Regions from separate parts of the Sus scrofa genome. Here region 1 is linked to region 2. A link is a contact called in public Hi-C data. All regions are on one chromosome and are shown on one strand. The core of a region is the stretch at or near the end of the contact, and the rest is flanking DNA. Distances in the headings are between cores, read along the strand shown. Region 1 overlaps LOC110260631 (a long non-coding RNA gene). Region 2 overlaps ACO2 (aconitase 2).

Region 1 (3,739 bases), core at 570-3,069, 61 kb before region 2:
AAAAAAGTAAAAAGACTTGGAGTTCCCTTGTGGCTCAGTGGGTTAAGGATCCGGTGTTGGAGTTCCCGTCATGGCTCAGTGGAAACGAATCTGACTAGTCTCCACGAGGATGCGAGTTTGATCCCTGGCCTCGCTCAGGGGGTTAAGGACCCAGCATTGCTGTGAGCTGTGGTGTAGGTCGCAGACGTGGCTTGGATCTGGCGTTGCTGTGGCTGTGGTGGACCCCTAGCCTGGGAACTTCCGTACATCACAGGTGCAGCCCTAAAAAGCAAAAAAAAAAAAAAAAAAAGGATCCCATGTTGTCACTGCTGTGGCATGGGTTTGATCCCTGGCCTGGAAGCTTCTGCACGCCATGGGGGCAGCCAAAAAAAAAAAAAAAAAAAAAGTCTGGAAGAGTTGGGGGCTGGTGGTGGGATTCTAGAGGTTTTCCTTTTCTGCTTCTGCCACATTTTCTGTCTACTGCCATGAGACAGTCACAATTAAAAGACAATTTTATACCCAAGGGTAAAGCCATTTGCTGAGCACCAGAACTGTCATGCTGATTTGCTCAGCATTGATGTCCCCAGGTCCCCTGCTCAGGATGGGCCCAGACTCGTGGGGTGGGCACAGAATTGGTGGCCTCATCCTTGGCAGTGCCCACTGCAAATTCACCCCCCTCCCTGCAGTTCCAGGCCCTCGTCACGCTGCTTCTGCTCCCTCCGTGTGCAGAGCTGGCGCTGCCGCCTCCTCAGTGAGCCCTGGAGCTGACTTTACACAACGAGGCCGTTCTCCCCTGCTTCCCATTCCCATGCTTCATGTTGTTAACATTCAGGGCTCCTGAGGTTGGAAGGAACCAGGAACTGTTTTGTTTCTAGAGAAAAACATGCATTTGGAGTTTGGAGATGGACTGGCAAGGTGGACTTTTTTTTTTATGGCCACACCCTTGGCATATGGAAGTTCCCAGGCCAGGGATTGAATCCGAGCTGCAGCTGAGACCTGTGCTGCAGCTGCAGCCATGCTACATCCTTTAACCCACTGCGCTGGGCCAGAGATCAAACCCACGCCTCCACAGCAACCCAAGCCACTGCAGTCAGATTCCTAACCCACCGTGCCACAGCAGGAACCTCAAGGTGGACTTTTTTTTTTCCTTTTAGGGCCGCACCCACAGCATATGAAATTTCCCAGGCTAGGGTTCGAATCGGAGCTGCAGCTGCTGGCCACAGCCACAGCAAAGCGGGATCTGAGCCATTTCTACAGCCTACTCCACAGCCCATGGCACCACCAAATTCTCAACCTACTGAGCAAGGCCAGGGATTGAACCTCTGATCTCAGGGATACTAGTCAGGTTCACTACTTCACCAGTTCATGGGAACTCCCCACGGTGGGCTTTAAGTGGCTATTTTACCAATAAACATTGAAGCTCAGAAAAGCAAAGTGATATGCCCCCAAACTAAACAGCAAGGCTAAAATTCAAACCCAGAGTGGGTTTCAAATTCAAATTCCCAGACTCTCCTTATCCTCGGGTTCCAGCTTTTCACCACTTGTGCTCTTGGAGCTTGCTGCTCCTGAGAGCTTCCAGAGCCTTCCAGCCCAGCCTCCCCTCGTCCCAGCTCCCAGGATCCTGAACACCTGCTGCGTCCTAGGCCTGGGCTGGGTGCTCTGAGGCTCTATCTTATTTCACAGTGGGGGGTGTTGTCACTCCTTTGTACAGACAGGGAAATCAAAGTTTAGAGAAACCTCATTCAGCAAATATTTACTAAATGTCTATTTGGTGTCAACCTTGCTGCCAGCCTTCACAGTCTGCTTGGAAAGACAAACATTACAAGGACAAAAAATAATAGAATGATGGGTTGTGGTAAGTGGTGTGGCTGAGAAGATAGGGGATCTGGGAGAGGACAGGGACGACCTCTGTGTGGGTGACATTTAAGCCAAGACCAGAAGGGTGAGTGGAGGTGACTTACCCCCACGGCTCCCATACGAATTGGGCACAGAACCGAGTCCTTCGGGCAGCTTCTGACCCCCATCCATACACCTCAGTTCGCAGGCAGATGCAGCCTGACTAGCTGGTCTAAGGGGTAAGGCACAAGGAAAGCAGTTACAAGAGGACCTTAGGTGCTTAGAACCCTGTCACCCTAGTCTCCTGTCCCTGAGGTTGGGAATAAGAGGTCAAGAAAGCCCGGGAGAAGTTCCCGTCATGGCTCGGTGGAAACGAACCTGACTAGCATCCATGAGGACTTGGGTTCAATCCCTGGCCTCACTCAGTGGGTTAAGGATCCAGCGTTGCTGTGAGCTGTGGTGTAGGTGGCAGACGTAGCTCGGATCCCTTGTTGCTGTGGCTCTGGCGTAGGCCGGCGACTACAGCTCCAATTAGACCCCTAGCCTGGGAACCTCCATATGCTGCAGGCGCAGCCCTAAAAATACAAAAAAAAAAAAAAAAAGAAGAAGCCCAGGGAGGCAAATGTAACTCAAACAGAATCTAGTTTCCAGGGTCAAAGCTGCCCCACCCCCCGAGCTACCTTGTGGTGTCCAGGGGCTGCTACAGGGTCAGCCCTGGGCACAGGTGATTGGTCAAGGAGTGAACATGTGACCCAATCCGTTGTAGGCACAGTTGATTGGTCAATGATGGAACACGTGCCCCAACTGGGTCTATGAAGACCTTCCCTGAAATTTGTGAACCTGAGATCTGTTTCTGGAGACGACCTGTTGTAACCCACTGTGTTTTCTACTTTGTATACAAATACTCTTACAAACACAGATTTGTGCTGCCACAGGAACTGTGGGCTTGGAATATGTCAAAGCTGGGAGATCTCTGGCCAGCATGTGGCAGATAAGAATACAGACTAAGAGGGAGCTCCCTGGTGGCTCAGCAGCTTAAAGATCTGGTGTTGTCACTGCTGTGGCTATAGTTACAGCTGTGGCATGGGTCTTATCCCTGGCTTGGAACTTCCGCCTGCCATGGGTGCAGCCAAAAGCAAAAAACACAGGTTTGGAGTTAGTCCTGGGTTCAAATCTGCCTCCATCACCAATTTGGGATGTGATCTTGGGCAAGTCACTTCCCTGTCTGGGCCTCTGAATTTTATCCATAGAATGGGACACCAGCCTCACAGACACCTGGCAGCTGCCACTGAGGTGCCTACTTGGAGGTGAGCCCCTCAGGGCCTGGCAACTGACAGCCATGGGGAGGGGGCCCATCAGAGGGTATGGGAGGCAGCCAGAGAGCAGCTCTGTGGCCCCAGCAAGTGGCTCTACCTCCCTAAGCTGTTTCTCTCTCTGTACCATCAGGCTGTGCCACACAGATAACATACAGGTGCCTGACATGCTGCACTTCTGCCACCCACCTGCCTGGAGGACAAACCTCCACAGCTGGACACATGCCCCCTCCCCTGACTGTACCAAACTGCCAGACAGCCCTCACATGCCTCTGCACTGTGCTACGCCAGCCTGGCTGGCACTCCCGACTCCAGCACCTAAGCTGGGAAAGCTGCCAGCCAGAGACAGGGCTGAGCAGCAGAGGAAATCAGAGACTGGGTTGAAGATGGGTGCCCCCAGCCCCTCACCAGCCCTCACCAGCCCTCAACATGTTCTCAGTTCAGCAAACATTCCCAACCGTGCAGGCCGACGCCTGGACCCAGGAGAGCGAGAGCCCTTTTTGTGAGCTGCTTCTCCGTCGTCAGCAGGAGCAGGGGCTACATACTCAGCCTCCTTTGGCTCCTGGGCTGCAGGTGTCTCCAAGTCAGCAGGGCCAGGTCACTCAGGGCTG
Region 2 (3,891 bases), core at 198-2,697:
CTAGTGTCCACGAGGACATGGGTTTGATCCCTGGCCTTGCTTATTGGATTAAGGATCTGGTGTTGCCGTGAGCTGTGGTGTCGGCTGCAGATATGGCTGGGATCCTACGTGGCTGTGGTGTAGGCCAGCAGCTGCAGCTCCAATTCAGCCCCTAGCCTGAGAACTTCCATTTGCCACAGGTGCGGCCCTAAAAGATTTTAAAAGAAAAAGAATTGCCAGGAGACACTTGGAGGGCTCAGTGTTTGGGCTTAGAGTCAGGCTGTCTTTGAATCCTGATGTATCTGTGACCTTGGGTGAGCTACTGCTCTTCTGCAGCCCTCAGTTTCCTCATGTGCAGAAGGGCATTTCGTCCACGTGAAGTATTTACAATGTGACACTCAGTAGAAAGTACTACATACTACCATCGCTACTGCTACCAGTGATTACTGTTACTGTCTTTGCTCAGAAACCTCAGCCCTAACACCTGGCATTTGGGTACAGTGGGTACCCTGGTGCCAGGGACTGTGGGGAGGGGTAGTTTCAGCGGGGACTGATGTTTGGAGCCTCTCTTGGAGTCACTGAGCATTAAATACCACACGGTACCTGGCATTAGGCCAGGGAGTCTGGTGGAGGGGCGGTGGTGGTAGGTATTCCTGGATAAGTTCAGGGGGTTGTAAAATTGTATGTTTCATGTGTTTTCTAAATTTTTTCCATGACATATATGCTGGTTTTTTTGTTTTTTTGTTTTTTTGTTTTGGTCTTTTGTCTTTCTAGGGCCCCAGCAGCGGCATATGGAGGGTCCCAGGCTAGGGTCTAATTGGAGCTATAGCTGCCAGCCTATGCCAGCCACAGCAACTCGGGATCCGAGCCACATCTGCGACACCACAGCTCACGACAATGCGGGATCCTTAACCCACTGAGCAAGACCAGGAATCGAACTCGCAACCTCATGGTTCCTAGTCAGATTTGTTTCCGATGAGCCACGACGGAAACTCCTGTGCTGCTTTTTAAAATAGTAAATTGGAGTTCCCGCTGTGGCGTAATGGGACCTGCAGTGTCTCTGGAGTGCTGGGACGTAGGTTCAGTCCCCAGCCAGGCACAGTAGGTTAAAGGATCCAGCACTGCCGCAGTGCGGTGTAGGTCGCTCCTGGCTCAGTTCTGATCCTTGGCCCGGAAACTCCAGTTGGTTTGGCCACCAACCCTGCATGGTGGCCAAAAAGAAAAAAGAAAATAGTAAATGCTGTCTTAAAAACAAACAAAAACCTGCTTGTAGCATTTTGCATCATAGGTGCTGTTATTTGGGGGTCCATTCGTGTCATTTTAGACCTCACACAATACTGTCGTATTTATTCCCTTTTTCCAAAAGAAGAAACTGGGTCCAAAGGTGAAATCTGCTGGCACCACACTGCTAGTAAATGACAGGGCTAGCCGAAGAGCTGTATCCAAGTTCGAAGAGCTGTATCCAAGTTCTCTTCTCTGGGCCACACTGCCCCTTGTAAACTGCAGATTATAATTCAGCCTTCTCGGCCCTGCTGGGCTTTTCGCCTGACCTTCCGCCCTGTCTTGCTTTGCCGTTTACCTTCCACCACTTCGTACGTTCGTGATTTCTAGCTCCTGCACACGTCACCCGATTGTCTACTTTCTGTGTTACTCTCTGTCCTCTGAGCGCCTGGCAGACCCCTGTCTCTGCTCCACAGTCCTGCTCAGTGAAGTCTTGCCTGGGCATTCCAGGCTGAGTTAATTATTCCCTCTGCTCTATTCCTGCCCCTTGTGTGTTTCCTTCTTGGTGTAGGTGACAGTGGTTTGTGTTTACGTGCTGATCGTGGACAGACTGAAGTGGTGTAAGTGTAGGAAAGGGGTTACATGATAAGCCACCGTCAACCTGTTGCACTTTTGCTCCTCTTGAATGTATTGTCTACAAGGCAGCCACTGTGATTTTTTAAAGTTTTTTTTTTATTACAGTTGATTTACAATGTTCTGGGTTTTTTTTTTGTTTTTTTTTTTAATGCAGATAGGATGCTGCTTAACTTCAGTGGCTTCTCATTGCTCTTAGCATCGAGTTAAACATTTAACATGTCCTGCTGTAAAGCTCACACACTTAGAGAAAGGTCAAGGCCGGACTGACTCTTAAAGGTATAGTGAACCACTTCATATTCAGGCAGTTCTTTGCTCAGATACAGAATGAGAAGAAACAAAAGCTGAAGGTGCCAGCTTCCTGGGTTCTAGTCCCACACACTGAAAAGGGTGGTACCAGGACAAAAGGAGCTGATGACTGCACTCAAGTTGTGGCAGCGCCAGTGTCACCAAGTGGGTTTATATTTTGCAGCTCTAGTCTGAAGAGTCCGGGACTGAAAGCGTCATACCTTATCAGATACTGGGAGTCTGGGAGAAACTTTCCCATAACGGCCTCCCAGGGAGGTAAGGAGGCAAAGGAGAGATGGCCTCATAGCTCCTTTAGAGGCCTCCTATCATCTGGTGTTCCTAGATACTGGGCCAAGACTCAGATAAGCTGCAGTTCAAGGCTGCTCGGGTGCTTTTCTCATACACCTGCAAGGTCCCTCGCAATACCTGGCTGCGTTTTACCCCTAGGCTTATTTTCTGCCACTTCCACTGCCCTCTACATGCTTTGCTCCAGCCAAGCTAGTTTTCTCTTTCTTATTGCAGTTAAAAATGCTTTCCTGCTATGGGGCATTTGCACATGTTCACTCTACCTGCCAGGCTCCCTGGTTTCTTTCCCCTAAACCCCATTTTATTTTCCTGGCTAACTCCTCATCATGTTTTGGTTCTCAAATAATCACTTTCTTGGATAGTCTAGATTCGTTTCTCCAGCTTTATATAGTTAGAGCATTACAGCTGCTTAGCCACTCTTTCGTAGCACTTACATAGTTGCTTCCGTAGTTTCTGGGGTGATTACTTGGTATTTGTCTTCACCAACTTGTAAGCTCAGCAAGGGCAAGAACTGTGTCGGTCTTGTTTATCTCACTAAGTCAGGCACCACAGCACAAAGTTGGGGGCTAGATAAACATCTATTTAATGAATCAGTAATCCTTTAGTCTTGTGGGGTTTTTGGTTTTTTGTTTTTGGGGTCACACCCGCAGCATCTGGAGGTTCCCAGGCTAGGGGTTTAATTGGAGCCGCAGCTGCCATCCTACACCATAGCCACAGCAATGCAGGATCCAAGCTGCATCTACGACCTGCCTCACAGCTCACGGCAACGCTGGATCCCCAACCCACTGAGTGAGGCCAGGGATCGAACCCTCATTCCCATGGATACCAGTCAGGTTCATTACTGCCGAGCCACAATGAGAATTCCTTTTAATACTTCAGTTTTAATTAGGGAGGTGGTGTGGTCAAAAAAGCAATGACTTGAGCATTGAGTGACTTGGATTCTGCTCCAAACTGCTATTAACGAGGTACGTGGGACCTAGGATACTCCTCATCTGTCAAGAAAAGAAATTTGGGTGTTCCTGTCATGGCTCAGCGGTTGTTGAACCCAGTTAGCATCTATGAAGTTGCAGGTTTGATCCCTGGCCTCGCTCAGTGGGTTAAGGATCTGATGTTGCCGTGAGCTGTGGTGTAGGTCGAACACCCGGCTTGGGTATGTGTGGCTGTGGCTGTGGAGTAGGCTGGCAGCTGTGGCTCCAATTTGACCCCTAGCCTGGGAACCTCCATATGCTGTGGTACAGCCCTAAAAAGACAAAAAAAAAGACAAAAGACAAAAAAAAAAGAAAGGAAATTTGATGATCTGGGGTCGCTTTGGGTTCTGATAATCTAAGATTCTAGATGAACCATGTAATTAGCAAGAGTTCTAGGAATTCCTGCTGTGGTACAGCAGGTAAGGGATCTGGCATTGCCTCTCTGACAGCATGGATTTGATTCCCAGCCCAGCACAGTGGGTTAAGGATTTGGCGT

Evidence for each region. Hi-C and Micro-C count contacts between places; a contact is called where the count stands out from the background.
Region 1: a Hi-C map of liver shows a contact between it and region 2, with 5 times the contacts expected there. A contact is called at or near these places in 10 of 47 Hi-C or Micro-C datasets (alveolar macrophages, blood, epiblast stem cells and 5 more) and 2 of 2 datasets of targeted methods (alveolar macrophages and skeletal muscle).

Annotation. Positions count from the first base shown.
Region 1 is chr5:7,115,366-7,119,104 of Sscrofa11.1, reverse strand. LOC110260631 (a long non-coding RNA gene) reads right to left here. Exons shown (of 3, transcript XR_002343883.1): 3 at 1,260-2,047. Among named protein-coding and RNA genes, the nearest start is that of TEF, 18 kb to the left of the region's middle.
Region 2 is chr5:7,053,722-7,057,612 of Sscrofa11.1, reverse strand. The region is part of intron 1 of ACO2 (aconitase 2); the gene reads left to right. Among named protein-coding and RNA genes, the nearest start is that of ACO2, 15 kb to the left of the region's middle.